4 separate regions of the Mus musculus genome follow, and regions 1, 2 and 4 are each linked to region 3. Evidence: chromatin contacts called from public HiChIP or PLAC-seq and promoter capture Hi-C data. All regions are on one chromosome and are shown on one strand. The core of a region is the stretch at or near the end of the contact, and the rest is flanking DNA. Distances in the headings are between cores, read along the strand shown. Region 1 holds the start of Ddx46 (DEAD box helicase 46). Region 2 holds the start of Sfxn1 (sideroflexin 1). Region 3 holds the start of Gprin1 (G protein-regulated inducer of neurite outgrowth 1). Region 4 holds the start of Fam193b (family with sequence similarity 193, member B).

What was found. Promoter capture Hi-C pulls out the DNA fragments that hold promoters and counts their contacts. HiChIP or PLAC-seq counts read pairs in DNA pulled down with a chosen protein or histone mark.
Region 1: a contact with region 3 is called in a promoter capture Hi-C map of pre-B cells, with 2.5 times the contacts expected there. The contact joins the promoter of Ddx46 here to the promoter of Gprin1 in region 3. A contact is called at or near these places in 1 of 39 promoter capture datasets (pre-B cells) and 1 of 9 other capture datasets (liver).
Region 2: a contact with region 3 is called in an H3K4me3 HiChIP or PLAC-seq map of pro-B cells, with 4 times the contacts expected there. The contact joins the promoter of Sfxn1 here to the promoter of Gprin1 in region 3. A contact is called at or near these places in 2 of 115 datasets of contacts at active chromatin or transcription factors (large pre-B cells and pro-B cells).
Region 4: a contact with region 3 is called in a promoter capture Hi-C map of pre-B cells, with 3 times the contacts expected there. The contact joins the promoter of Fam193b here to the promoter of Gprin1 in region 3. A contact is called at or near these places in 7 of 39 promoter capture datasets (embryonic stem cells, hematopoietic stem and progenitor cells, hippocampal neurons and 3 more) and 1 of 9 other capture datasets (pancreatic islet).

What each region holds. Positions count from the first base shown.
Region 1 is chr13:55,633,552-55,640,393 of GRCm38.p6, forward strand. Ddx46 (DEAD box helicase 46) reads left to right here and starts at 1,448. Exons shown (of 23, transcript NM_001282055.1): 1 at 1,448-1,644; 2 at 4,475-4,663; 3 at 6,240-6,383. The coding sequence starts at 1,628.
Region 2 is chr13:54,067,316-54,074,300 of GRCm38.p6, forward strand. It overlaps Sfxn1 (sideroflexin 1), which reads left to right and starts at 4,530. Exons shown (of 11, transcript NM_027324.5): 1 at 4,530-4,617.
Region 3 is chr13:54,746,560-54,753,468 of GRCm38.p6, forward strand. It overlaps Gprin1 (G protein-regulated inducer of neurite outgrowth 1), which reads right to left and starts at 3,315. Exons shown (of 2, transcript NM_001316710.1): 1 at 3,011-3,315.
Region 4 is chr13:55,567,089-55,574,490 of GRCm38.p6, forward strand. Fam193b (family with sequence similarity 193, member B) reads right to left here and starts at 4,032. Exons shown (of 11, transcript NM_145382.4): 1 at 2,617-4,032. It overlaps Gm31364 (a long non-coding RNA gene), which reads left to right and starts at 4,008. Exons shown (of 2, transcript XR_873486.2): 1 at 4,008-4,337; 2 at 6,648-7,387.

The DNA.
Region 1 (6,842 bases), core at 198-2,697, 890 kb after region 3:
ACTTTTAATCCCAGCACTTGGGAGGCAGAGGCAGGTGGATTTTTGAGTTCGAGGCCAACCTGGTCTACAGAGTGAGTTCCAGGATAGCCAGGGCTACAGAGAAACCCTGTCTTGAAAAAAAGAAAAAAAAAAAAAAAAAAAAAGAAACCAAAATTCTGGTCTACAGAGTGAGTTCCAGGACAGCCAGGGCTACACAGAGAAAGCCTGTCTCAATAAACAAAGAAAACAAACAAACAAACAAACAAAAATAGGCCAGGCAGTAGTGACGCATGACTTTAATCCCAGCACTTGGGAGGCAGAGGCAGATGGATTTCTGAGTTCGAGGCCAGCCTGGTCTACAGAGTGAGTTCCAGGACAGCCAGGGCTACACAGAGAAACCCTGTCTCAGAAAACCAACCAACCAACCAACCAACCAGCCAACCAAAAACCAATGACCGCACCTGCCAATGGTGTGATGCATGGCCCCAGGCATCCAGGTGTTCTTCTAGAATGCATTGTCTGTTCCTTTTCTGGTTTTGAGTTTGTTTTAAAATAGTTGCTCAGTGGTTCCCTTTATTAGGCCTAATTGGTTTTCATGAAAACATCCTTTTCCTAGGAAGGCATAGACGCCTCCATTTTTTGCAGTCATGAAGTTAGTCTTTTGCAGTCTTGGAGGACCTCTGTAGGTAGGGAATCTATTTGCTCTTGCTTTGCTTTGTTCTACCAAGGCCAGGTTGTCTTTAATCTGATTGGTCATTTGAGGTGTTTGTAGGCATAGGAAATCCTTTGGGAGGGCTTCTTTGTTCCAGTATAGGGGTAAGTTCGGTAAGTAAAACACTTAAAGGACAGGTCAAAATGTGAATATAAAGATAATAAGCAGAAATGGAGTGATCCAGACAAAGAGCCAGAGCAAGAGGGAGGCCCGTGCTTTTTGTCTGGTGCCTTTGGGCCCCATTTCCTGAGCGGTTGAACGGATCATGTATTCCCCCCTGCCCCGAAAGCTTCCCAGTGTTAAGAACTATTATAATCCTTAGTGCAGTTTATCTCTGTTCTGTAGATTCTAAGTCTTCACATCTCATATTGAAGAGTCTTTCCTCTTCAGTATGATGCTCCTTGTGTCGAAGACACATCACTACTATTAGTTGTCAGGATCTGGCATACACATAAGTGACTCAGTACGGAGCATATAAGGAGACAGGAGCATTAGTTAATGCAGATTAAGGCAAACAGACACACTCCCTGGGAGAGCCGCAGGCTGCATTAGGTTCCTCGGTGGTCTGCAGCGAAGACCCTTTGCAAGGCTGACCTGGCTGATGGCACACTCCATAGCGCCAAAAAGGGCTGCGGGTTGCGCTAGAAAAGTAAGTTGTTGCTGCCGGCGCAGCCCGCGCCGCGCGGCCTCCAGTCGGTTGGTGGCGCTCTGGAGAAGCAGCCGCTTCCTTCCGCCCGCTCCTTCCTTCCGCACCCCGGCACCAGCACATCCTGTTTTCGTTGGCCACGCTCTGATGGCGGTCACTGCTGGAGCTCTGTCCATTTCGTAGGACCGGTCCTCGCTCGGTACCGTGAGAGCTTGCTGCCTCCCTCCTTTGTCCTCTTCATAGGCCTGCGCATCGTCCCCGAGGGCGCAGGCCTTCTGCTGGCCGGCAGCATGGGCCGGGAGTCTCGGTGAGTCCGCGGGCGAGCGGCTTCTTGGGCTCGGAGGGGAGCGAGCGGGTGGAGGGAGCGGCGCTGCGGGTAGAGTGCGGGTGGCCGCGCGTGTGGCTGCTGAGGACCCGGTCACCCGGGCTGTGACGAGGCGCAGCTGGCATGCAGGGCAGCCGATTGCCGTGAGCTTGCGACCACCGGTCGAGCCCTGAGCGGGAACAGTCCCCCTGACCCCACCCCGCCCATCACGGAGCCTCCCGCCTCATCCCCCGGGTCAACCCAGAGCCGGTTCACTCCCGTTCCTCTTCGTCTTCACAACATTGTTTGCCTCCACTCTGGGTTACTTTCGTGCGCACGTGGGCCTCTCTGCCTAAGTCATTTAGAAGGAGCGTATGCAGGCCTTTTTTACGCACCTGCTATATGTGCAGGACCGGCTTTTATTGGGTTACAACAAAAACACCTGTTCCATGGCCATTTATTCCGCGGATACATTTTGTTACTATGTTGCCTGCTTCTTTGTGAAACCTTTCACGCGGGCACCTTACGGTGTCTTCAAAACTTTAGGTTTTAATAACGGATTAGGACCTTGAGGTAGATGATGATGATATTATTACTACTACTACTATTATTATAATCATCATCTTGAAAGATGAGATGACTGGTATGTATGTAGCCAGTCTGAAAGGTACTGTGGTTCACTGTGTAGGGAGAATGAAAACTTGGCGTACTGGGTTAAAACTTAGGTTCAGGGAAACAAGCCAAGTGTGAGTGGAGCAGCTTGAAATTTTTGCAAACCAAAAAAACCTGTAGCATCTTCCGTATAAAGGGTGTATTGCCAGTGACCATGGTTCTTTTTTTGGGGGGGTGGGGGGTCCGAGACAGGGTTTCTCTGTATAGCCCTGGCTGTTCTGGAACTTACTTTGTAGACTAGGCTGGCCTCGAATTCAGAAATCTGCCTGCCTCTGCCTCCTGAGTGCTGGGATTAAAGGCGTGCGCCACCACACCCGGCCTGAATTACCTTTCTTGATCTTGCTGTTATAATTATTATATTTGTATTGCTGGAATCAAAATAACAATAAGACCTTGCCATTTTTTGACTTAGTATCTGTTGGATCCTGTTACTTTCAAGAGGAAATTCAGACTCCCCAGACCTTTCGCAGAAGGTCCTTTTCACCCATTTACCTGCGTACAGTTGACTTCCTGTGGTGCCTGGCTTCCGCTCATCTGGAGCTTTCTAGGTAGATCCTGAGAAGGCTCAGAAAGCGAATGGATTGTTGATTCCTAGTAATGGCAGCCTTCAGTGATGGCGAGGAAGGCTGCTATGAGCTGATGTCAGGGCCTCACACATTCGGAACATGGGCTGGACGACCATGGCCTCTCCCCTCAGCACAGCCTCCCTTTCCTGCTTATTCTGGTCCCATGTGGAGACACCCAGCCCTTCTCTCTTGCCCTCATACTTGGTATTTAATTCATAATTAAGATGAGTCAGTGCTAGTGTTTTGGGCTTCTATGTTTTATCTCCACTGGAGATCTTGGTATTTCTCAGCATCTACTCTCGCTATTCTGACCTAAGCGGGGCTTCTCTGAAGCCGGATGCTTGCTTCAGTCTCATGGTTTCTCTCCTCCTGTTGCCTCCTCCGTTTGATCTGTTCTGTGCTCAGCAACAAGACAATACTTTCGTTTTTATAGATACAAGCTGCGCTTCCAACTGCCAGAGGCACTGCCTCCACCCCTGAGTGCTGGCATTGCATACCTGATTCTTGAGTGATAACTTTAAAAATAGTCATGCTTAAACATCTTCCGGTAACTTTTTCCTTTTTTGTTATTTATTGTAAGAATATTTACTCATGGGGCTGGAGAGGTGGCTCAGTGGTTCAAAGCCCTGGGTTTGCTCCAGAGGATCCAGGTTCAATTCCTAGCATCCACGTGGCTCACAGCTGTCTGTAACTCCAGTTCCACGAGTGCGCGCGCGCGCACACACACACACACACACACACACACATTTGTCCTCAGGTATATACATATACATATACACATAAATTAATTAAAATATTTATTTAGAGATGAGAACATACTGATCTTAGCCTGATTGACATAGTGATCTTTCCTCAGTAGCTTAGACACCTTAATAACACTACAGGGGGCTGCTGCCATATGTGGCCCTATAGCTTTTTATCTTACTCGGAGTAAAAGACAGTCATTGTAAGACCCGGTGAGGTTCTCCATATCTAAGTATTTTGCTATTTCTCTGATCTTGTCTCGTGGTGCTCTCTTGAGTTCTTCTCTCCTTTCCTCCCCCCCTCCCCTCCCCTCCCCTCCCCTCCCCTCCCCTCCCCACTTCTCTCCTCTTCTCTTTCCACTTCTCTCATCTTTTCTTTGAAACAGAGTCTCACTGTGTAGACTAGACTGCTGTGATCTCAGAGATGCGCTTGCTTCTGTCTCCTGAGTGCTGGGATTGAGGCATGGCCCCCACCCCTGGCCCACTGACTAGTTTGTGTAACTGTCTTCTTGCCACTTTTCCTTCATGTGCCGGTCTGGACTCCTTCCCATGAGTTTGCCCATGTGCCTTTCGCCTGGAAGGGCCCCTGCCTGTCTGCATGGCTCCTGCTTATGTTTCCTTCTGTGGTTTCTAAAATGTCACTTCATCTTGGCTGTATCTTTTCTGTGAGTTTTTTTTAAACATAGAAATAGACAGCCGGGCAGTGGTGACGCATGCCTTTAATCCTAGCACTCGGGAGGCAGAGGCAGGTGGATTTCTGAGTTTAAGGCCACTCTGGTCTACAGAGTGAGTTCCAGGACAGTCAGGACTATACAGATGCTAAGTTTGATCTTGGATTTGATACTGTTGTAGCCACTACCGAAAACGCTCAGCATCTCGAGGTCGTTCTGGAAGTCGATCGAGGAGTCGCTCACCCTCTGACAAAAGAAGCAAACGTGGGGATGACAGACGCTCTCGGAGCAGAGACAGAGACCGGAGGAGAGAGAGGTCTCGGAGTAGGGACAAGAGAAGATCTCGGTCAAGGGACAGGAAGCGCCTGAGGTAAGACGTCCAGTTCTGCAGAACCAGTGATACTGGGCCTTCCCGGATAAATTGGGCTTCTCCAAAGCTGTGTTCTAGTTTGGAAATTAGTGGCCCGTTTGTGGGCCTCCTGCTATTTTTTTTTTTAACCATTGTTTGATTAAGCACAGGACTTGTCTATAAAGAGAGTCTTAAACGGTATCTTTAAGCTTGGAAACTTTAGATTGTGTTTTCTGTAATCCAGAGAGAACCTTGAAGTCCCTGAGAGAGATAAAAGTAAGATAATATGCTCTGCTCGTGCAGATTTTATTTGATTCTGCCCAAGAGGGCTGACCCTTGTGTGAAGAGTGGCCACTAAAGCAGACACTGGGAAGAAACAGGGCAGAGTTTCTGTGGGCTCTCCTTGCTGTTTTAAGCTAATTTAATGACTGTTCTTAGATTTAAACTGAAAACCACTCCACTTTTCTATTTTCTATTTACTTACATATTTATTCACACCAATGTCAATAGTTACAGCTTTTCTCCATGAAAATGTCTTTAAAAACAGAACGCATGACAGTGTTAAACTAGGACTTTGTCTTCTTAGGATGTTGGAAGGTGAGAATGCTGTGGTCTTAGGACCTGGCACTCCAGAGAAGCAGTTACCCATGACAGTTTAGAGTGTAGGCTTGCTCACCTTCCTGTCATGTGTCCCTCAGACAGCTCTCACAGTTCTGTCAAGCGCTTGTTAAGTAAATCAGTTACTCAATAAGTAACATTCACGGTCCCCTCCCCCCAGTCCCCCCCCCTACCCCCCTCCCTGGTTTCTCTGTGTAGCCCTGGCTGTCCTGAAACTTGATTTGTAGACTAGGCTGGCCTGGAACTCACAGAGCTCCATCCTGCCTCTGTGCGCACCCCCCCCCCCCATATGCTTATCTCTGACTTTATGTGAGAATAAAATTGCAAATTTTAGGTCATGGATTTTGAGGCTGGGTGTGGTTACACATGTTTCTAATCCCAATGCTAGGAAGTCAGAGGCAGGTGGATCCCTTGTGTTCAAGTCAGTGAGACTCAAAACAACAACAGAAACAAGACTGGAGATTATATAGTGAATTCTTCATATTGTCTAGTTGAGGAACTTGGGATCCAGGGAGTTGGGGGTCTGCCCTCTGTCACGTGGTAACTAGCAGCTCTAGGGGAGAAGTGTCACCTCTTAGTCTTAAGATTCTGATCTTTGAGCCAGGTCTGTCTGTGTCCTTATGAAGGCCCAGGCCTCCCCTCGGCAACACTTCCCCCTTGCTGAGATTAGGAGTTTGATTAGCTCAGCCAGTGACCAGGGCTGAGCTGCAGCTCTAGCTGGAGACTGCCTGAAATTTAAAGTATCTGTTACAGCCTGCTGTGTTAGCTAAGGTCACTATGGGAACTAGTGTCCTCCCATTTCCCTCGATTCTCGTGGGAACTGGCGTCCCTTGTTTCCTGTTTGGCTGATTTGGTAGCTAAGTGAGGCTCTGTAAGGCCTCAGCAGTGATCATAATTGTAAGGCCTTTTCGGGTTGGGACAGTCACGGTCTGCAGTAATTCTCTTTGGCCACAAAATAAAAGAAAACTCTTCCCGTCAGGCGCTCCAGAAGTAGAGAGCGAGACAGAAGCCGAGAGCGGAGAAGATCTCGGAGCAGAGATAGAAGGCGCTCAAGGAGTCGAAGCCGGGGCAGGCGGTCCCGGTCCTCCAGTCCTGGCAGCAAAACCAAGAAGACTGAGAACAGGTAACGCCGTCCTCAGACTGCGCCTGCTGCTACAGGCTTTGACGCTCGCTGGGAAGTGTTGGCAGAGTGTTTATTAGGCTGTGGGGCTTATGTTTCAGTTGAGAATAGCAGATTCTATTGTTTTTACACTCCACACTGAACCCTTATTTCTTATTTATTAACGGTCAGAACTTCTGTTATCATCTTTTGTGGGGCAGTGACTATTGTCTCAGGCATGCTGGTCACCATTTGAGGTAAGCCCTCTGTATTCAGCTCCATCCTTGGCCTCAGTTTTGTTTTTTTTTTCTTTGAGATTCTTTTTTCTGATAGTTAGATATTGGTTGACAACTTTTTAAAGATTTCTTTTTATTGATTTATGCATGCCTGTGTAGGTGTGTACAGGCGCATAGGTGCCAGTGGAAGCAGGAGGCCTCAGATCCCCAGGAGCTGGAGGTACAAGAATCTTATTCACTTAGACAC
Region 2 (6,985 bases), core at 3,280-5,779, 680 kb before region 3:
TTAAAACATCTAACTTCATGGCCTCATCTATAACAAAATGCATAATCCATTAGCATTGGATTAACATAAGTGACAACTTTATCATTCCTAGAGGAAAGCATAGCCTATCTCAACATTGACAAAATATACATAAATTTTCTGTGGAGAAAAGCCCAGAAGCAGTGTATAGCTTCTTCTACACATAGACCAGATCTTCAATCTTTGTTTTACCATGTCGAATAGCCATGTTACAAACTAGAGAAAACTGCACATTACAGCACATGCCCAGCTCATGGTGGGCATCCAGTTATTGCTAGTCTCTTCCTATCTGCAAGGCTCTGCTGGATTGCTCGACCCGGAACCTTTAGGCTTCCCTATCACTTGAGGGGAAACATCCAACCAACCAACAAAGCAAAGGAAGAGTCAGAGCTCAGCAACGTCTTTGCTCAGAACACCAGACTTTGATGATGCTCAGAAATGTACCCGGATTAGTGCTGACTACAGCGATGCTTTTTGTTCGCACTGTTCCCTGAATGGCTCAAAGTCCACATTCAAATGCAAAGTCCCCACAGCTCTCAGCAGGGTTAGAGAGCAAAACTTCCAAAGCCTTCTGTTTCCTTCTGTTTCAATACCAAACAAAGATCCCTCAGTCCCAGGAAAGCTACTGCCCTGGGGGAAAACAAAACAAATATACAATAATGACAAAACTATTTAAAGCAATGGTGCAAAACACCTAAAGACACCCACTTTCTCTTTTAATGCCTCCTCTCATTTCCTCCCCCTTTGTCCACCTATGCCTTCTACTTTTTTCAGTAGTTCTATTTGCCTTGGATTTTGCCATGAATTCCCAGTCAACCAGGTCTGGAAATCCAGCTCAGAAGATATGCACGGGGTGAAGGATTGTGGTGGTTTGAATGTGCATGGCCCAGAGAATAGCACTATTAGGAGGTGTGGCCTTGGTGAAGAAAGTGTGTTATTGTGGAGGGTGGCTTTAAGACCCTCCTTCTAGCTGCTTGGAAGAGAGTCATCTCCTGGCTGCAAGATAAAGAACTCTCGGCTTCTCCAGCACTATGTCTGCCTGCACATTGCCATGCTTCCCACCATGAGCCCCAATTAAATGTTTGCCTTTATAAGAGTTGCCTTGGTATCTCTTCATAGCAATAAAACCCAAACTAAGACAGGAAAGGAGAGATTTCTTGTCCCTGTAACTAGAAGCCCAGGGTTGGCTTCAGGATTGACTAGGCTCAAGGTCTGACATGTTCTCCAAACTCTCTATCTTTCTGCTAACTCACTCCTGCAAACTGGCAAAAGGGGGTTACTTGGTTCCTTTGACTGGAATCCTCTTAGCTTAGCACCCTCAATCTGTGTTCGTGTGTGGCAAAGGAACTAGAGAGGATTAATGTCTCTTTTCCAGTGTTTGCAAATTCAAGGAGTCTGACCCAGTGTGGGCCATGTACCTGTAATTGAGGCAGGTCTAAAAGGATAAGTGGTCATCAGATCAAATGGAAGGAGGGAGAGGGTCTATTCCCAAGAGAAAGGGCAAAGACACATATGACAGAATTTGGGGGACACCCAAGTCTTCACCTGCACAATGTTGCTTGACGGCTCCTGACCATACCGGTGTGATCTTTTCCTCTTGAATGGCCCATGGTTTTGCCACTTGCTTGGGCCCACAGACTGCAGCAGAAATGGGAATATGTCTGTTCTAAGTCTTGGCTTCTGCTATCTTCCTTCCCGTCTGTTTCCCTGCTAGGCAAACATGCCCAGTACAGCCCATGGGCAAAAAGAAACCAGAGCAGAGTGAAGTCAGCCCACTGTTGTACCTAAGGCCTCCCTCAAATGCAGAGATGAGTACAGCCATCAGTCATGTAGGGATGAAGGATAAGCAGAGAGCAACCAAAGAGGTAGAAACACCCAGCCAGCACACTGACTCGGAGACAGAACACACTGTTACAGTTGTACCACCTAGGGTTTTAAAGTTAGTATATATGGTTACTGTAGCAACAGAAAACAGATAAGTTGTCTCTACTATGCCTTCTGCTCTGTTGCCAACCTGGTGGCTTGCATAGCCCTCAGTTACAAATACTGTTGCAAAGATGTTAACTTAGATAGTCTACTGTTGCAAAGTTCACAGTGGATTGATATATTTATCTTAAATACTTGTTTACAATGTATGGGTTCTCTCTCTCTCTCTCTCTCTCTCTCTCTCACACACACACACACACACACACACACACACACACACACACACACACTAGCTCTTTGTAGAGTCCTTTTGTGTTTTGTTGGTTGTCTTAGTTAGGGTTACTAGTGCTGTGATGAAACCATGACCAAAGCAAGTCGGGGAGAAACAGGTTTATTTGGCTTACACTTCCTCATCATTCACTGTTCATCACCTAAGAAAGTCAGGACAGGAACTCAAACAGGGCAGGAACCTGGAGGCAGGAGCTGATGCAGACAGAAGCCATGCAGGGGTGCTGCTTACTGGGTTGATCCTCATGTCTTGTTCGGCCTGCTTTCTCATAGAACCTAGGGCCAGACTCCCATGAGTGGCATGACTCACAATGGGCGGGTCCTCCCTCCCCCATCAATGACGAATTAAAAAATTAATTCGTGCCACCAGCTTGCTTACAGCCTGATCTTATAGAGGTATTTTCTCAACTAAGACTCCTCCTCTCTGATGACTCTAACATGTGTCAAGTTGATTAGAAAACCAGTCAGGACATTGGGTCTTTGCTTTCTCTCTCAGTCCTTTTTCAGTCTGCTTTAGAATCAGACTAAGGACATATGGAAGTTCTGAGTATAATGAATACCATTGAAAATGTCTGAGAAATATTGCTCCAAGCTCTGCTCTCCATGTTTGTTTTATGAATTCACTTGCAATTGAGTTAGTTTTCTGTTGTCTAAGGCAGTGTATCCTACTGCCTTGTGATGCAGTATATTCAGGAGCCACAGGTATGGTGGGGAGGTTGGGCAGTAAAAGAATTCACGCAAGACAGTACTAGGTATAAAGGGACATGTTTAACGAGCACGGTGCAATGGGACAAAGCAGTAACAGACAAACTATCTTCTTGGCTTAGACCAGTTTTTAATGTGGGGACTGTCTTGGTTTCTTTTTCTGTTGCTGTGATAAAACATCCCAACAAAAGCCACCCAAGGGAAGGAGGAGTTTATCTTAGGTCACAGTTGGAAAGCACAGTCCATCACCCAGTGGAAGTCAAGGCAGCTGGAGCTTGAAGCAGTGGATCAGAAGGCTCCAAGGCAACAGCTCTTTTAGACCTATGGGTATTTAATTTGATCAGTGTGGCCTTGGTCACATCATCCACACTCAGAAGGAGCACTGCTTTTCTTTACAATGTTAGTAGGGCCTTCTGGGCCAGTCTCCCACAGTAGAAGCCCCTAAAGGTAGAAGCCTGATCCCCACTCCCACCCCCCATGTTCCCCTCTGGTGACCTTTTTTTTCAGCCTGTCCTGGATGTCTGATTGGCTGGATGGAGCTCCTCATTGATTCTGGTACAAACACATCCTTTCTTTTTTACCATTCTTCTGTGTTTGTAACTGTAGGACAATCTACTCCTTCAAAGTGTTTTAGCTGTTTTGGGCTCTTTGTTTTCTCATATACGTTTTACAGTCACCTTATTGGGATACAGACAGACACACTCAATGGGCGCGCGTGTGTGTGAGCGCACACACACAGAATCCAAATTCAGTTCGGAATCTCATTGCTTGTAGAGGTTATTTGGGGTAGAATTTCTGTCTTTAAAAAAAGGGGGAGGGGATTTATCTACCTGTGCAGAGAATGCAATTCGTTATTTGTTGTATTGTGCTGGCCTTCAGAATGCGTCCGAGATTCTATGCTTCTCTCCTCATCGTCCAACCTGGTCTAACCAGGTCCAACCTGACTAAGCTCATGACCTCTGGTCTGCACCTCCCCTATGGTCCCATCTCTGTCCAGCAGCCAGTGACTCTTTTGAAGGTGGCACTTGTATTGTCTAGTTTTTCTTAGAGGGCTGGCTGTGCCAAGCTCCCCCATTTTAAGAAGCATTAGGGGCTGGCGAGATGGCTCAGTGGTTAAGAGCGCCGACTGCTCTTTCGAAGGTCCCGAGTTCAAATCCCAGCAACCACATGGTGGCTCACAACCATCTGTAACGAAATCTGATGCCTTCTTCTGGAGTATCTGAGGACAGCTACAGTGTACTTACATATAGTAAATAAATAAATCTTTAAAAAAAAAAAAAAAAAAAAATACCTAATAAAAAATGGAAAAAAAAAAAAAAAAAAAAAAAGAAGCATTAGCCCAAATGAATGGAGGAACAATGATGATGGGTGGTCTTCTAAAAAAAACCAAATTGAAAAACAGTGGCATTGACCCGGGCTGCGGCTAAGATGAACTTAGGAGTTCTCAGTGTGGCCAGAAGCAGAAGCGCGGGCACATGGGGCGTGCGCAGACTGCGGAGCTCAGCAGCCAAAGCCATGAATGACACCGAGGCAGAGGCAGGAACCTCTGGGCGGGGCCGCGCGTCGTGAGCGCGCGTCGTGGCCGCGCTCCTGGGGGCGGCGCGCGGGGCCGCGGCGCTTCCGGCAGCTGGAGGCGGCGCCGAACGGGACCGAGCGGCGCGGGTGGCGGCCGGGTAGGCGGTGAGTGGCGGGGGGCTGCGGAGCGCGCGCGGGGAGCCGGAGGCGCGCGGGATGGCGCAATCTCGGGGGCTGCAGGGGACCCAGTAGGGTCCACTGTGCGCGCTGGGGTATGCCTGAGGCGGGTTACGTACGCCCGGGACCTCGTGAGTCCGCAGCTCTAGACTGGGGCTAGGGAGGCCTCAGCGTGGAACTGATCTTGTGGAACAGATGTGAAAGGGGAGCATCACGCACCGTGCCACGCGTCCCTAGCCACCGCGTGACGAAACATGCTGGGTGCAGGCGGCCAAGATGGCTGCCAGGGGACTGTCTCCACGAGGATGGGCGCGCGCAATTGCCAGGTGACCAGGTGGCTCTTAGTAGCTGGGACCCGGAGGTCCGCGTGGAGATCACTTGGTGGCCGACCTCCAGCTCTTAATCTCTTCAAGGGACCGAAGTGTCCCAGGTAGAACCGTGGGACCCTCACCCTCAGCTCCCACATCGTGTTCCTGCTGATCATCTCAGGTTCAACCGCCTCCAGAATGACAATGACCACACTAAGGTCTGTGCCTCCGGAGTTAGATCTCTGACTTTTGTATTCATCCAATGCTGCCAAATCCATAATCCAGATTTGAAAACTGAGGCATTAAAACTTGAATAACTTGCCTAAAGTGTCACAGCTGGCCAGGGAGAAGAGCCAGGCAATCCGAGTATATATATTGTTTCCACTTTGTCCCTCAGTGACGATGTGACGATTGAGAGACCTCGTGGAAAAGCGTAGTTCTGCTGGATTTCAGAATTTGGGCCTTTACCCGGGACTCTCCCTTTATAGTTTTCTCACACTCCTGATCCCTCATCTGCTGCACCTACTTTGGGTGCCTCTAGTCAGCAGCTCTCAACTGTGGTTGCATATCAGAAGTTTACATGACGATTCATAACAGTAGCAAAATTATGTTTATGGAATGGCAACGAAATAATTTCATAGTTGGAGGAATCACTAAACCATGTATTAAAGGCTACAGCATTAGGAAGGTTGAAAACCACTGCCTAGATTTTTCTCTCCGTCCTTGTTCCAGGCAGAGGCAGGAGTAGAGAGGCGAGCACTGAGGTAAAGAAGAGGACTTTGTGGGTCTTAGAATGCTGGACTCAGGCTTGCTGTGTGAAGGAGAGCTGTTTAGAGGACAAATGGAAGTTCAGCAGGAAGTCCCAGAACCTCAGGCCACCCCTCCCCACCCCCCACCCCACCCCCCTCCCAGGACTGAGGTTGTCACATTCACAGCAATAACAGTGTTTGGGAAGAGTTTGTTAATTCCCACCCAGCTCTGATAAGGAATTGCTCCATCTGTGTACTCAAGGGTGCAGCCAAAGGTCTGCAAAATGGAGAGAGTTGTGCTTAGTTTTCTGTAAAAGTTTGGTGAAACTATCCCGGGGTGTGCAGCAAAAGCTGGCTGAGAGGAAGCATCCCCTTTCCCCTCCTAACTTCTGCCAAGAAAGCTGTGAAGACAGCCAGGCCAAAAGGACTCATAAAGCAGTGGGGCCACTTTCTCTTTTATCTAAACTGTGTGTGTGTGTGTGTGTGTGTGTGTGTGTGTGTGTGTGTGTGTGTAGGAGGAGGAGGAGTAGTAGTAGTAGTAGTAGTAGTAGTAGTAGTAGTAGTAGTAGTATATATGTAGTATATGTCTGGGTGCAAGTGCTCTTTAGAGGCCAGAAGAGGGCATCAGCCCCCCCCCCCCCTGGAATTGGAGTTACCCACAGTGGCAAACTGCCAGATGTGGCAAATTCAGGTCCTCTGAAAGAGTAACAAGTTAACCACTTAGCCATCTCGCAGACCTCCTGCTGCCTGAAAATGAAACAAAGTATCCCTGCAGAAATGGCAGCTTTAGTTGTGCAAACAGGGTGCCTTTAGCTGTGTGTAGCTGTTGAAAAGGTGGTTTGGACTTCAAGGTAAGAAATCTAGATTAGTCTGTAATAATCTGTTTCGTTCCTTCATTTCCTTTGCTAGTTATTAATTTGAAAGTAAAAACTCATTGTTGCCAGGCGGTCCATACCTTTCCTAGCACTTGGGAGGCAGAAGTAGATTTCTGAGTTTGAGGCCAGCCTGGTCTACAAAGTGAGTTCCAGGGCTATACAGAGAAACCCTGTCTCCGGAAAAAAAAATTATTGTTAGGACTCTATCATTGTATAAACTTTATATATCACTTAGTGAGGGGTGGGGGAGGGAGAAAACACCCAGGTCCTTTATCTGTACAAAGTTCAAATTTATTGTTTAGTTGACACTATTAATTTGTAACATAATTTTATAGACTTTATTATGTGTAATCTATGAGTTGATTTTTTTTCCTGGAGCTGAGGACTAAATTCAGAACCTTGTACTTGCTAAACAAGCCTTCTA
Region 3 (6,909 bases), core at 2,065-4,564:
GCCTTTAGGACGTGCTTGTTTGGCCCACGATGCTAACAAATTATTTTTAAAATCAGGTGTGTGTGTGTGTGTGTGTGTGCGCGCGCGCACAATAAAGGTCAACCTTGGGTGTTGTTCCTCAGTAGCTGCCCACCTTGTTTTTTGAGACAAGATCTCTCTCACTGGGACCTGGGACTCACCATTAGGCTAGGGTGGCTGGCCAGTGAGGCCCAGGGACCTTCCAGTCTCTGGCTCTTCACAGCTCTCTCTCTCTCTCTCTCTCTCTCTCTCTCTCTCTCTCTCCCTCCCTCCCTCCCTCCCTCCCTCCCTCCCTCCCTCCCTCCCTCTCTCTCTCTCTCTCATGTAGGTGGAGGGCATCAACTCTCTCTAGTCCTTTTAAGTCAATTTTAAATAAAGGAGCAAACACGTCAACATCTAAACACTGATAGAGTTCATGTGGAAATCTGATGTCCGGGTTATTCTGGCAAACTAAGATTTGGCAAGCTGAGTGTGCTTCCTGCAGAGCAACGGCCAGCTGGAGATGAATAGAATGGCCCGAGGAGGCAAGCAGCCACAATCCCCACCCGCCCTCTGGTGTCCTGGACGCTAGTGCTAACTGCGGATTGCCACCAGTCTCTGAGAGTGGATGCCGTTTTTCTTATCATCAGCCTCTCCTGCATGCTCCAGAGAAGCCCAAGTTTTGACACGTTCCTCACGTGCCAATAAAAGCAGGAAGTGACTTTGCCCAAGTGCTTACTACATACACAGCCTGTACACCTGTCAGGCAGGTGACATGCTCCTGTTTTCCAAGAAGGAAGCAGAAAGTTTGACAGGCAGTCATGGCCACGTGTTGACATGCCCCACTTTGCAAAACCTCCCCAGAAGAGGTTGGTGTCCCAGTTCCCACTCCAAGTTCTCGGTTTCTGAGATGGGATCAGGTCCGGTAAAGGACAGACGGCTTGGCTAGATGTGGGTAGAAGCCCCAACTTGGTCACTAATCTGTTCTGTGACTTTGTGTGGGTTTTCCACACTTGGAGCCTGTGTCTCCCATTTCAATGGCCCGGAGACAAATTCCAAAGGGTCTACTGCTCACCGGTCTGCTGAATCCTTCCTGGTTTGGGAGGAACTCTTAGTAGCTTCCAGACACTAGGCGGCCCAGGCTAGAAGCCCACATCCTCTCCCTCCACGCTACCTCTAGAAGACAGCTCCCTTCTTAGCTCCTCACGCTTAGCCCTGGATCCAGCACTCAGCACTCTCAGGCTCACTTTATCATCTAGACTCTAGCCACAGCAATTTCACAATGGGGCCCCTTGTCCATTTTGTACCACAGACGAGGACACAGAAGTCGGGAGGAAAGACCACCAAGGGCATGAAGCTGGAGGGAGGAAGACTGGGTGGGGTTCAGAGTTCATTGAGTCTGATCTCAAAGCCTGGATTCTTCCCAGTTTATGAATCAACATCTAATGCGTGGCTCTCTTCTTTAATCTTTGTGTGTATGTGTGAACGTGGGCGCGCACATTCTCGTGCACATGTGGAAGTCCGAAGGCAACCTCAGGTGCCAGCTCTTGTCTCCCAAGGTCTCTTGTTCTACACCGGTCTAACTGGCCCTTCGGTTCCTAGGGATTCTCCTCTCTTCCCTCTCACTGTTGGGGTGTGTAATCCAGAATTGGCAGCAGGCTGAATTAACCGTGTAGGTGAATGGCCGGCTCACCTGGTATGCAAATGAGTGAGTGGACTGTTCGTGGAAGACACCAGCAGTAGCCCGTCTGGGCCCAGGACCTGGCTCCTGTGTCCTAATCAAGAAGACCTTGGTGTGCCTTTTGTATAACCGGTGTGTACTGTGCATGTGTGCCTTGTGGAGGGTCACTGGGATCCTGTGTGCCTTGCAGTCTCACCTTGCGGGAGCTAGCCTGGGTGCATAGGTCCTTGTGTTTGGCTCACACGCAGGGCGGTCCTGTGAATGCAGAGATAGGAGGCCAGCCTGGCTTTCCCTTTTCCTCTAGGATTTCTTCCCAGTCTGGAGTCATCTCTACACCCCCAGCCAGGGCCAGAGCTGCTAGGCACCTGCAAACATCTCCTGCTATGGTAACAAGACTGACAAAGGCTTGTGTACATTTGTGAGTGTGACTGAAAAAAATCCCAGTCTTCTGCCACTTGTCCTGTCATCTCCTAGTGTCCCCCCACCCCACGGCGACCCCCCCCCCCGCCCGGCAGCTGCTGCAGGTGAAGGAGTCTGTAACAAAAGGCCTTCTTTGAGAAACACTCCCCAGGCCATCTGTCCATGTGTTCATCCACCAAGCCACAGAAGGGCAAGGATGGATGCTCAAAGGTGTGCGGACTTGTGCTAGTGCCAGTTGAAAAAGAGCAGCAGGCTAAGAGACAATGCAAGGGTGTGCACAGGGTCACAGCCTGCTCCAGGGTGGAGGGTACAGGAGGGGCGTAAGCACGAGCCGGAGCAGTGAGGTTGGATGTCGGTTAGAGTATTGCTGACTTGGATCCAGGATTGATGCTCTGAGTGCGTAGCCTCACCTGGGTTGCACTAGGTGGGTTGCACAGGTGGCCGGATGTGTGAATCTGATGGAATGACCAAAGCCCGTGTGTGTGTGTGTGTGTGTGTGTGTGTGTGTGTGTGTGTGTGTGTGTTCGCGTGTGTATGTGTGTATACCTTTGGCATCGTCCAAAAATGAGGTTCCCAAGCATGAACGCGGTGTGTGACCACGTCCAGGACTGTGTGCCACACTGGGTGTGTGACGGGGTGGGATGAATCAATGAGAGCGGCCCCTCCCCCCGGTGGCGGGAATCGCCCCCTCCCGCACCGCGGTGCGGAACAAAGCGGCGGGCAGCGGAGCTGGACGCGGGGCGGCCTCTGCCCACACCACAGGCCGGGGCCGTTCACCGGGGCCCCGCCCCACCGCGCCCCGCCCCGCCGCCCCCGCCCCGCAGCCCGAGCCCGATGCCCGGCGCGGCCCAGGACCCTGGACAGCGGCCCCGGTCCGCGCGCCCTACGGCCCAACGCGCGCCCGCAGCTTACCCGCGCCGGCTCCTCGTAGCTCCGGCTCGCGCCGCGCAGACCACCCCGGTGCTCCTCGGCCGCGCTGGCGGGCGGACCCGACTCCGCGCCGTCCCTGGTCGGCTGGGCGCCCCGCCCCGGGCATGCGCGCTGGGTGCACTCGGGAGCCGGGAGGGGGCGCCGCGGGGGCGCGCGAGGGCCGGCAGACGCCGCCCGGCCCTGGGGACCGCGCGCCCGCCTGGTGCTCAGCTGGGAGCACCGCGGGCGCACGGGCGGCGGCCGCACCGAAACCCCGGTCTTCCCGATTTGCCTGCTGCCTCAGCGAGGAAATTTCCCGCGTCCCTCTCGGCCGCACTTCCGGCCTCTGCCCCCTCCGCCCCGCCCCCGGCCCTTTGTCTCGCTGCTGCCCACGCTCCGGCGAGTGGCGGCCCTGGGCTGGGAGGCGCTCGGCGTCCTCCCTGCAGCAGCCTCCCCGACGGGGAGTCCGCCCACCCTCTCTGGTCTGGGTATGCCCGGTCTCCTCCTCCTGGATACTCTCCAACAAGTCACCTCGCCTCTTTGAGCCTCAGTTTTTACGTCTGTAACTAGTATTAAATCGCCTCATAGCGATCTTAAAAAAGAAAGTGCTTGAAAGAAGGTGTTTAGGAGTCCACTTGAGTGAACCGCTGAAGGCGTGAGGACTCGCTGCCTGTTTCTCTCTACATTTGAGCAGAGGAGTGGGACCCTGTCCTTGGACTTCTCAGATGCGAACTCTGTGATATCTTGGAAGTGGTAAAAAGATCCCTGTGCCTGAACTGTGAAGCCACTTGCTAGATTACTAATGCAAATGAAAATCTTAGACAGGGACACAGAGCTAAAATTTGACTTTTAGGTGTCAATGGCTTCCATGTCCAATCAGGCCAAGTGAATAGTCTGCGCACTTTTTTTTTTTTTCAAATATGGCTAAGTTTCTTGTTTGTGGTCACACCATTCCTTAGTAGGTCGAATTGGGGTTGCAAATTTATACAGGCCACTTTCTGAAGCCCCACACTTGGGCTTATGTTTTAGTAACCATTGCTTATCTGTTTACCTTACCTTAATAACAGTAAGAAAATCTAGATGGCAAGTGAACATTTAAAATCCACAGGAAAAGCCAGGAGTAGCGACACTGCCTGTAATCCCAGCACTCAGGTGTCTAGAGCAGGTCGGTAATCCTGAGTTCTGAGCCAGCCTGATCTATATAGTGAGTACTTGATCAGCTTGGACAAGACTGATATAATAAAACTAGCAAGACTTTGTTTCCAAAAAAAATCTCAAAACAATGGAATTTATGTCGGAGAGCACGGACCCGTTTTCAGGACCACGGACAGCGCACAGAAGAGTCGCTCTCCTATTTTCTTGGTGCTGAAAATGGTTTTTCCACTGCCCAAGAGGGTACTTAGCTTCAGAATTTACAAACCCTGGTCCACATTCATCATTTCACCTATTGCCAGATGCCCCCTCAAGGTGAGTATTATTGGCTTTCTGGCAAGCAGGAAGGAACCGAGGCTTGGGAGGTCCATGAGACACACAAAAGTGGCAAGAACCAGCTTTGATTTTCAGCAGTCTCACCAGAGGCAGAATGACTCTGGAGCAGAACCAAGTATATTGCGAAGTCTGTGGCAGTGGTTCAGGTGAGGACTGGTTATAAATGAAGCCGCAAGCCTTTGATAAGATGGAGTGGAGGCGACTCTTAACTATTGGGGGGAAGTCAAGTGGTCTTGGTCTTGGATGCTGAGAGACACTTGTGCTGGTCCTCTGAGGTTCCATCTTGTGAATGAAGGACACATTCTGAATGTTGGGGAAAGGAGGTGCCTGTGGGATGATTATCCTAGCATATGAGTTCACAGTTGAGCTTTATGCTTGGCAGCTGGAGGCACAACAGGAAACCCATCAACTGAGAGCTGATGGTGTATGGTGGAGGTCACAGGTGGTAGGGAGGGAGTCAGCACATGGCGGGAAAAGCATTAAACCAACAGGCAAGCATGGACGCCCTTGCACCACCCAAGGACCACAAGGCTGCTGTGAAGATGGGAGGAAGGAAGGACAGTGAGAAAGGAGACATCTTTCCCAAGAAGTCTGGACCCTGAGACAGAAAAAGAGGTGTGGTGGTATGCACCTGTAATTCCACCACTCAGAGGAGGTTATGGTCAGCCCAGGCTACATAAGACCTTGTCATAATAAAAGGGGGGAAAAAGAGAGAACGGAGAACAAAAATGAATGTGGCAGCTTCCACGGAGGCAGAGGAGACTGAGATGGGAGGGGAGAAAGCAGAAGGGAGCGACAGAATGCCGGCAAGGGAGAGCAGGCATTTGGAGGGAAGAGTGAGCCGCAGACCCTTGGGGTGCCTCTGAGAGCCCTGAGGTGAATATGGAGGGCATGCAGCTCACTTTTGAGGTGCTAGGGCACTGGCAGGGGAGTGAGAGGGTGACCGGAGAACCAGCCAATGTGAGGTTGCTAAGCTGCCACCGTGGCTGAGTGGAGCTTAGTTCTGTGGGGGAAGTCTTAGAAAATGGAGTGAGTGTTTACTCCAGAATCCTTCTGCTTGGAGGTGCTCGTGGGGCTGTGGTTTCTTCCCTGGCATCCCGGGCAAAATGATTCCAGCAGAACGAGTATGCCTCTTTGATAAAGACTTAGGTGGAGGATGGTTGAGAGTCCTCTTAGTGGGCGTGTCTGAATAGGGTCTGCTGTGAGGTCACAGTCAAGGCCTCTTTCTATCTGTGTCCTCTTGCTGGATCCTCTGGCTGCTTCTGTTCCAAAGAGTCTTGTTAACAAGAACATATTTTGAAATTTATGGACAACCGGCACTTACTGGAGCAGATGAGGAGCTGAACACGGGCAGAACAGTGGCAGCAGTGCCCCACCCCCACCCCTGTGCTCTGTGCTAGTGTTCCTTGCCAGTCACTGCAAGGTCTCTGAACTTCAGGCTACCGTATATAACTCTTAGCTTCCAGAGGTCTGTAAATGCCCAGCAGAGTATAGCTCTTGTGGAGAACACCTTTGTTAATAGCAAGCTTGACAGTTTTAGGTGACTTGCCTACCTAAAGCCTCCTGGAAAGTTATTTGTGCCCCTTTATGGAGTGTCTACCAAGGCCTGGGACTTGGGCTCCTTGTATCCAACCTGCATGGTCCACCACACCCATGTGGAGTATGTGTGCACTCTCGAATGTGCTTATACCTCAGGTTGGACTGCCGCTGGGGAGCCATCCACATTCGTATGCACCAGAAGATAAACAGGTGCCTGCAGCTCCTTGGCGGGTGCCCAGGCTGGGGGTGGAATAAACAATCCCAGAGATGACTTTCTGAGAAGAGAGCGTGTGTGGCAACCGGCGCCATGGAGACAAGCAGACTGTATCAGAGCAGAGGCAGCAGCCGGCCCCCAGTGCCACCCTGAGTGCCTGTGTGCACATGCTCACAAGCGGCATGATGTGTTTTTCATGCTCTCCCTTCCTCTCTGCCGTGTCCATATCATGTTCCTACACAGTTGTGTTTCACACCCAAGGCCACCCACTCCTGGCTCTAGCCAGATAACCCCATCCCAGTTTTGTTTGAAGTGAAAGGCTTTGGAAAAGCTTTGAGGTGGGCAGTTAATAACACCTGAAGTTCCTGTCCCCTTTGCCTGTGCACTAGCTGTCACCTAGGCTGAAGATCAGCGTTTTAGCAAATCAAAACCTCCAGGGATGGTGTGTGTGCATGTATGTGTGTGTGTATGCATGTATATGTGTGTGCATGTATGTGTGTGTGCAGGTGTATTCATGTATATGTGTACGTGTGTGTGGTATGTGTGTGCATTTGTATGGTGTAGATGTGTATGTGTGTGGTGTAGATGTGTGGTATATGTGTGTTACATGTGCATGTGTGTATGCACATGTGTGTGTGTGCATGTGTGTGCATGTGATGTG
Region 4 (7,402 bases), core at 2,782-5,281, 820 kb after region 3:
AACCGTACTGACTGATCACCTCAGCCAGTTCCTCAAGGGAACAGATTTCCTCTTAGCACTGCAAGAACCAGGTCTCTGGAGGCCCTTCACACTAAACTGGACTGTCCCAGGAGATGCTGGAGAGACGGGAGGGGAAGGGCAGGATGAGCTCACCGCCAAGAAGCCCAGGCTCCTTAGCATGCCTCCTGGGTTCTAAGCACGCACACAGGCTGCGAGCTGAATGGTTAGGACCAAAATCAGCTGGTACAAGTAGTAGGTAAGGCTGGCTTTGGGCACACTACACAGGTCCTGCCACCATCCTAGGCTGCTTTCACATTCTCTTGTTGACAAGGCTCAAATAGGGAAAGAAAGCAGCTCTGAGACACAAAGCGGGAGGTGGGGAGGGGGGAGTTAAATTCAAGTCTGTCAGGCTGTTCTCACGGCCTCCTTGGACTGCTCTGAAGGTCTGTGAGCTGACCTGCCTCCGCCTTTCCACCATCCTTTGCTAATAGAACAGTACCTATTTAAGCTTTATCTCCAAGTAAAAGGGTTGGAGGATTTGGGCGATAGACCAGATTTAGTGAGCTAGAACAACTGAAAGGCCTTTTGGGATCCCAAATAATCTTAAGAGATTGTATCTGAAAGTGTCCAAGTCACACGAGTGAGCTAAGAGCTACAGAGAACCAAGCTGGAGCCAGGCTACCTAAGGAAGCACTGCCACCCAAGCACTCAGGATGACTTAGAGAGACGCGGGTTCAGCACGAGCAATGCTTCAGGATTCTAAGAGGCACAGATATGGGTATGAAACATCCTCTGCTTCACTTTTTCCTATAGTTATCAAAATGGGTGATGTAGGCTAGGCTGGCCTGTAACTTGCTATATAGTGCAGACTAGCATTGAATTCAAGGCTATCCTCCTGCCTTAGCTTCCCAGGCGCTAGAATAGAATTACAGGCACAAACTACTGCCCCCCTGCCACACAGTTGCTTCAAAACACCCACTTACGTTAAGAAAAAAAAAAAAAAAAAAAAAAAAAAAAAAAAAAACAGTGTATGGGTTTTGGATCTTAGAATAAGTCTGTGGGCTGGATGTAGTCTTATTTGCCACCCATAGACTTGGTTCAGCAGGTAACATTGAATTTTACCTTTCATATTCACTCTACATCCAGACAAAAGTGAGGGGGGTTACAAACCAAGATCCTTAAGAAAGATATGACAGTAGACAGAGCAATGTCCAGCCTCTACCCTGACAACAAGAACTTTTGACCAGAGCACAAAAAGCTGTATCTTGACTCTCATTTCTACCCTTAGCAAAAAGCGGAGTCCAATCAGAGCTGGTCTTTCAGCTCCCTTGTGTGTGTAAGAGTGAATTTTTACTTGATTGGAGTTTTTTTGCCTCTTGTTTGTAAGTGGGAGTCATTTGGGTAAATGTTTAATTGCTGTGGGTTTCTGTTTTCCCATCTGAGAACGGGGTAATTGTAGTTATATCCTCTAGTCTGTTTACTAATATCTGTTAGTCACTAGGACAGGGATCTGGTGACTAGTTGACAAAGCTCCTGCACTCTACAGTGTACATGGAAAAGCAGACAAAGAACCAGATCAGTTGGCTAATGCATCAAATCAGTGCTAGGTGCTGAGGAGAGCACAGGGGAGGTGGGAAGGGGAGGAGGAAGGTATGCGGGCTGGAGAGATAGCTCAGCGGGTAAGAGCACTGACTGCTCTTCCAGAGGTCCTGAGTTCAATTCCCAGCAACCACATGGTGGCTCACAACCACTTGTAATGGGATCCGATGCCCTCTTCTGGTGTGCCTGAAGACAGCTACAGTGTACTCATATACATAAAATAAATAAATCTTTAAAAATAACAAAATAAAAGTAAGGTATGCTAACCATCCTAGGTCTTTCTTTATAGACAAGAATCTATAAAAACCTGGATCAGAGGTACTAATGAAGGTTCAAATTTGGGACAACTGCATTTCAATGAAACTGGACAGTTAAGACACCATCCAAACTTTCTGGGCTCTCTATGTGACAGGGGCTCTAGAGCACTGTATGTCTGAATGGGAAAGAAAGAGGAAAACAGACAGCTAGCTGCATGGTTCTCTTCTAGATAACAACACTCTTTGGGGGCGGGGATGGGGGGTGGTCAAAACAGGTAAGAAGGGGAAGCAATGTCTGGTTGAAATGGAGACCCAGCAGGAGCACAGGGCAACCTGTGACAGCCTAGGCTGCAGAGCGGGATGTTGGGTATGCTTCTGACATCCAAGAAGTTGAGATACTTTCATTAATTAAAAATCCTCTCACCGTGATACGAGACACAAAGGAGACCAGCATCAAAAGTAGGTTACAATAAGTGCAGGTTCTAGCCTGATTCAACCTTCCCCTCCTTCACCTAGTTACTTCTCCATAAAGGCAAAGCCTGGGACAGGCGTGGAGGAGCCCACGAAGGGCATCCTCCCAGCCCGTGGTGTTCACTGTTCAGTGCTTGGGACAGACACATCAACAAGTTTCATCACAGAAGGAGTGGTGCCATTGAAGGGAAGCAAAGAGGGTGGTGGGCACAGAGGGGGCACTTGGTTTAACTGGGGAGGTCAGGGAAAGCGTTCCAGGAATGGTACCCCAAATGGCATCCCCACTCACATGCACAATTCCAGAGATTCTACTAGAAGGCTGTCAAGAGCCATGCCTTCAGGCTGCACCAGCCTCCCAGAGTCCCCTGCTGCCCGATGCAGTGTCTGCAGAGCCAAACGCATCTTCCGCCACGCCTCGTCCTCATCCGGGCGCTGCATCCGACCCTCCAAGACTCCTGCAGGGGCCTGCCTTCCTTGGCAGGCTCAGCCAAAAAACCAACTCAAAACTCTTTTGTCAGAGCAAGCTTAGGGTGAGCCACCCAGCCCCGGGTGCCACAACCCTCCCTGAGCAACTGTGGCCCACGCCACCCCCGCCTCTCCTGTTTGCTCCTTTTTGCTCAAAAGAAAGTGACCTTCCAGGTGGCAAGCTGGAAGCTTCCGAGAATCCTCCCAAATACTCTTAGTCTCGCAGGATTCACCAAACTAGTGGACTGGCGGGGGTTGGAGGTGGGAGTGGGGGCTCCTTATGGGACAGGAGATAGGAGGAGAACAAGGGTTTCCTCTTTAGTGGAGTTATTCTAACAGTCTTTGGGGCCGCCAACTGTTCTGCTGGGTAGGGAAAGGAGAGAGGTCCCGGAAGGCAGATGCAGAGAGGTACAGCTGTTGAGGGTAGCGGCTGCAGACCGTGCAGGGGAAGGGATGAAGCTGCTGGGGGCGGGGGTGGAGGGGCGCACAGAGGCTGCAGCCTTGCAGGTTCCAGCGCCCTGAGATGATGGTCTTTTAGGGGCTAGGGGATAGGGGGGAATCAGGTGGCTCCAAAGGGAAGTGGAGGGCAGAGAACTAAGCGGTGGTCTCGGGACCTGAGCGAGTCCCAGAGAGCATAAATGGTCAGAAGATTTAGCTCCGGAGCAGGGCCTGAACGGGTAGCTTTACAAGGGTCGCAAGAGGGTTGGCTGAGCTTTGGCTTTGGAGAGGGGTCCAGCTTCCACTCCCGGCAAGCGGGTTGAAAGCATCTGCCCCGGACTTGGGATTTGGTCCCAGACCCACAGTATGGTCCATGCCCACTCCCGCCCCACTCCCGCTCCCGCTCTGGGGAGGTGTAAGCAGCCCGGCAGTCGGAGTCGTTTTGCTCGATCCTACCTGAGGGCCTGGAGCCAGCTTGGGCTCTTCTTCCTCTCGGGGACCGTCGCAATCCAGCTCGGCGGGCACCTCCGGGGGCCCTGCACCGGCTCCCGCTTCCAGGCTCGGCGGCGGCGGCTGCGGCTCGGGCGCCTGGGGCTTCTGCAGCCCCGCGGCCCGCGCCCGCTCCCGCCGGCCCGCGCCGCCGCTTGGCCTGCTCCGCCTCCGAGTCATGCTGCCTCTTGCGCCGCTCCCCCGCTCGCTGGCTCCTCTCGCGCCTCCGCCGCCGCCGCCGCCGCCGCCGCCGCCGCCGCCGCCGCCGCTCCCCTCACAGGACAACAGCCAATATGGCGGCGCCCGGCGCCCCTCCCCGCCTGCTGCCAACAGGTCAGAGGGCACACTCAGTCCGCGCCGCCGCAGTCGCCACGGAAGCCGCCAGCGCCATTTTTAATAAGGCCACCTCGCTGGGCTTCGCAGGAGACCAGCCCCGGGCGAGATCCTGTCCTAAGCACTAGTCCGAAAGGCTGCGATCGGCTGGAGAAACACATTGGGCTCTGTAATAGCGGGCCTAGGAGCTTAATTATCCATTAAATAATGAGTGAGTTACTAATCTTTTTGCTGCGAACTTTTCACGCTCATCTCTTGGCTCCTCCCTAAATCACTTGGAAACAGGTACGAATTATTCCCATTTTGCAATGGACAAGCACTGGCTGCAAAATGCCTACCATAGATTCCTAGATATCATCCCACCACACCTGTGGTCAGCCTGAGGCGAAAGAATAGGCAGGTCTTTACTTGTCGTTTACTGGGAGCCCCACGTTCTGTGCTCAGAACTGCAGGACCCAGACTCAGGTCGTTCTTGAGGCTGATGGGGAAGGGGGTCACTTAAATAGATAATAGGATCGGCGTGACAAGGATGAAATGATTAAAGCACATACTCTGGCAATGTTTTTTTTTTTTTTTAAGTGGTATGTGCGAGAGAGGTCTTTAACCCACAAAGCAAAATTAGAAATGTTTTAATAGCTCAGCATTTTAGTTGTTAATATGTCATCTCCACCCATTTTCTTCCCACAGGGGGAGAAAAATTCAGGCACATGGAACAAAAAAATATATGTATTTTTTTTTTAAGTTTCCAATGCTGTCTTATGCCTTGTCGAGTGAAACTGGAACTTTTTAGTAGTTACACGTGGAATTTATATTGATAACATCAATCAGAACAAAATCTGAAACTTTGACTACCAAGAAGTAAATCAATTTTTAAAAATTGCTCTATTTATCTTATTGTTTTAATAGGTATGTGTGTGTATGTGTGTGTGTCGGTGGGACTGGGTTAAACTTCTTTGGCCTAACTTGCTCCATCTTGAAGTCTGTCCTCCGTTTTGCATGGCCCCAATTCCAAGAAAAACCACAAATGTTCTAGAGTCTACCACTCAGGGAAGGGGAGGAACATCTGGCCTTTTCTCCAAGATCCTGAAACAGTTGCCACCCTTCTTTCCCTGGAATACCTAGGGGCCACCACAGACCAATCAGGAACCAGGACCTCTGGAAAGCCCCCTAACCACAACCAACCATGGTAAAGGTTGCCTAGACCCTCACCCTAATCTTCCACTTCATACCTGGTTGTGGTTTTCTGCTTTAAAAGGCCTGTGAGCCCACTTCTTGGGCTCATTGCTTCAGCTCCCGAGCCTAACTGCATCTCTAGTCCAGCTAGATCTCTTGGTGAGAGTTTCCCTTGGTGAATAAAAGCTGCTTTTGTTTGACTTTGGATTGTGGCGGCCTGTGCCTCATTATTTGTGTGACCTCAGGCCCAACATTTCTGTGTGTGTGTGTGTGTGTGTGTGTGTGTGTGTGTGTGTGTGTACGCGCGCGCGCGCATACGTGTACTTGTGTGTCAACTTGACACAAGCTGGAGTTATCACAGAGAAAGGAGCTTCAGGTGAGGAAATGCCTCCATGAGATCCAGCTGTAAGACATTTTCTCAATTAGTGATCTAGGGTGAAAGGGCCCACTGTGGGTGGTGCCATGCCAGGCCTGGTAGTTTTGGGTTCTATAAAAGAGCAAGCCAGTAAGCAGCACCCCTCCATGGCCTCTGCATCAGTTCCTGCTTCCTGACCTGCTTGAGTTCCAGTCCTGACATCCTTTGGTGAAAAACAGCAATGTGGAAGTATAAGTTGAATAAACCCTTTCCTCCCCAACTTGCTTCTTGGTCATGATGTTTTGTGTAGAAATAGAAACCCTGACTTTAATTTATTTTTAGGATTTATTTTATGTATATGAGTACATTGTAGCTGTCTTCAGACACACCAGAAGAGGGCATCGGATCCCATTACAGATGGTTATGAGCCATCATGTGGTTGCTGGGAATTGAACTCAGGACTTCTGGAAGAGCAGTCAGTGCTCTTAACTGCTGAGCCATCTCTCCAGCCAATGATTAATTTTTATTTTTTGGGTTTTGTTTTTGTTTTTTTTTTTTTGGTTTTTTGTTTTGATTTTTTTCAAGACAGGGTTTCTCTGTATAACCCTAGCTGTCCTGGAACTCACTTTGTAGACCAGGCTGGTCTTGAACTCAGAAATCTGCCTGCCTCTGCCTCCCGAGTGCTGGGATTAAAGGCGTGTGCCACCACGCCCAGCACGGCAATTCTTGATCAAAGCCAGCTATGGACCCTCAGTGTCTGGAAACAATGCTTGTGAGAGTCTAAATAAGACAAAGCATTAGAAACAGTTAGCAACAGTAATTTTACCTGATAGCTTCCATAACTGTTCTTATTATATATACCTTACTAATCTAAGAGAAAGTCCTTTTCTAGACTAAAAAGGGGCAATATTGAGGATGTTTTTGAGCACTGTGTATTTAAGTGATGAATTCTGTACCCAGAGATCCAAATGTAGTCCAGAATTGGTATTGGCATTATTATGAAGCATTTCCTGATTTGGTATTTTGTAAAACACTGCCCTCCATTATTTTCTGATTGGTCATTAAAGAACTGGACAGAAGAGAATAAGGCGGGACTTCCGTACCCTAAAAGAGGGAAGGTCTCAGTTGACCACATGAGGACTCAACATGAGGAATCAGATGGAGGAGGTGTCAGAGTCAGACCAACATGGTAGGTAATGCCATGTAGTGGGGAAGTTGTAGGGATAAGGTCATTGTGCACTGTGTATAAATATTCACCTGTCAATAGAAAAGCCTTTTGCCAGTTAGCTGAGGCAGAATTCAAAGGTAACACACCTGCATGGGAGAGAAAGAATTCTGGAAATGAATCAGGTACATGAGAGATTCACCCAAATTCTGAGGAGACAGACACATAAATCTGAGAAGCAGGTAAACAACCATGTGGCTCTAGAATAGAATAAACTGGACTATTGAGATATGAGCAAGTCAGGGAACCAAGTGAAAGTTATTGATCTATATAAAAGAAGTTTCAGAGTCATCGTTTCTGGGAACAAAGCTTGGGAAAAAACAAAAACAAAAACTCTTAAGGGTATATGGCGCCCAACATGGGGCATGGAATGCAAGCTTAGAAAAGTCCCAGGTGAGAGGCAGTGCAGTTATATTTGGCACTGGATGTCGGGAAAGTACTTACAAAAAATCTGAGACAGAAATCCAAACTTAAAGTTTGGATGAGAAGAGAAACGAGTGTGCTCAGGATACAGAGCAGTTTCTTAGTTCTGTTCCTTTAAGAGAGAAAAAAGTCGTAAGAGCAGCTGGTAAAAAAAAAAAAGAAAGAAAAAAACAA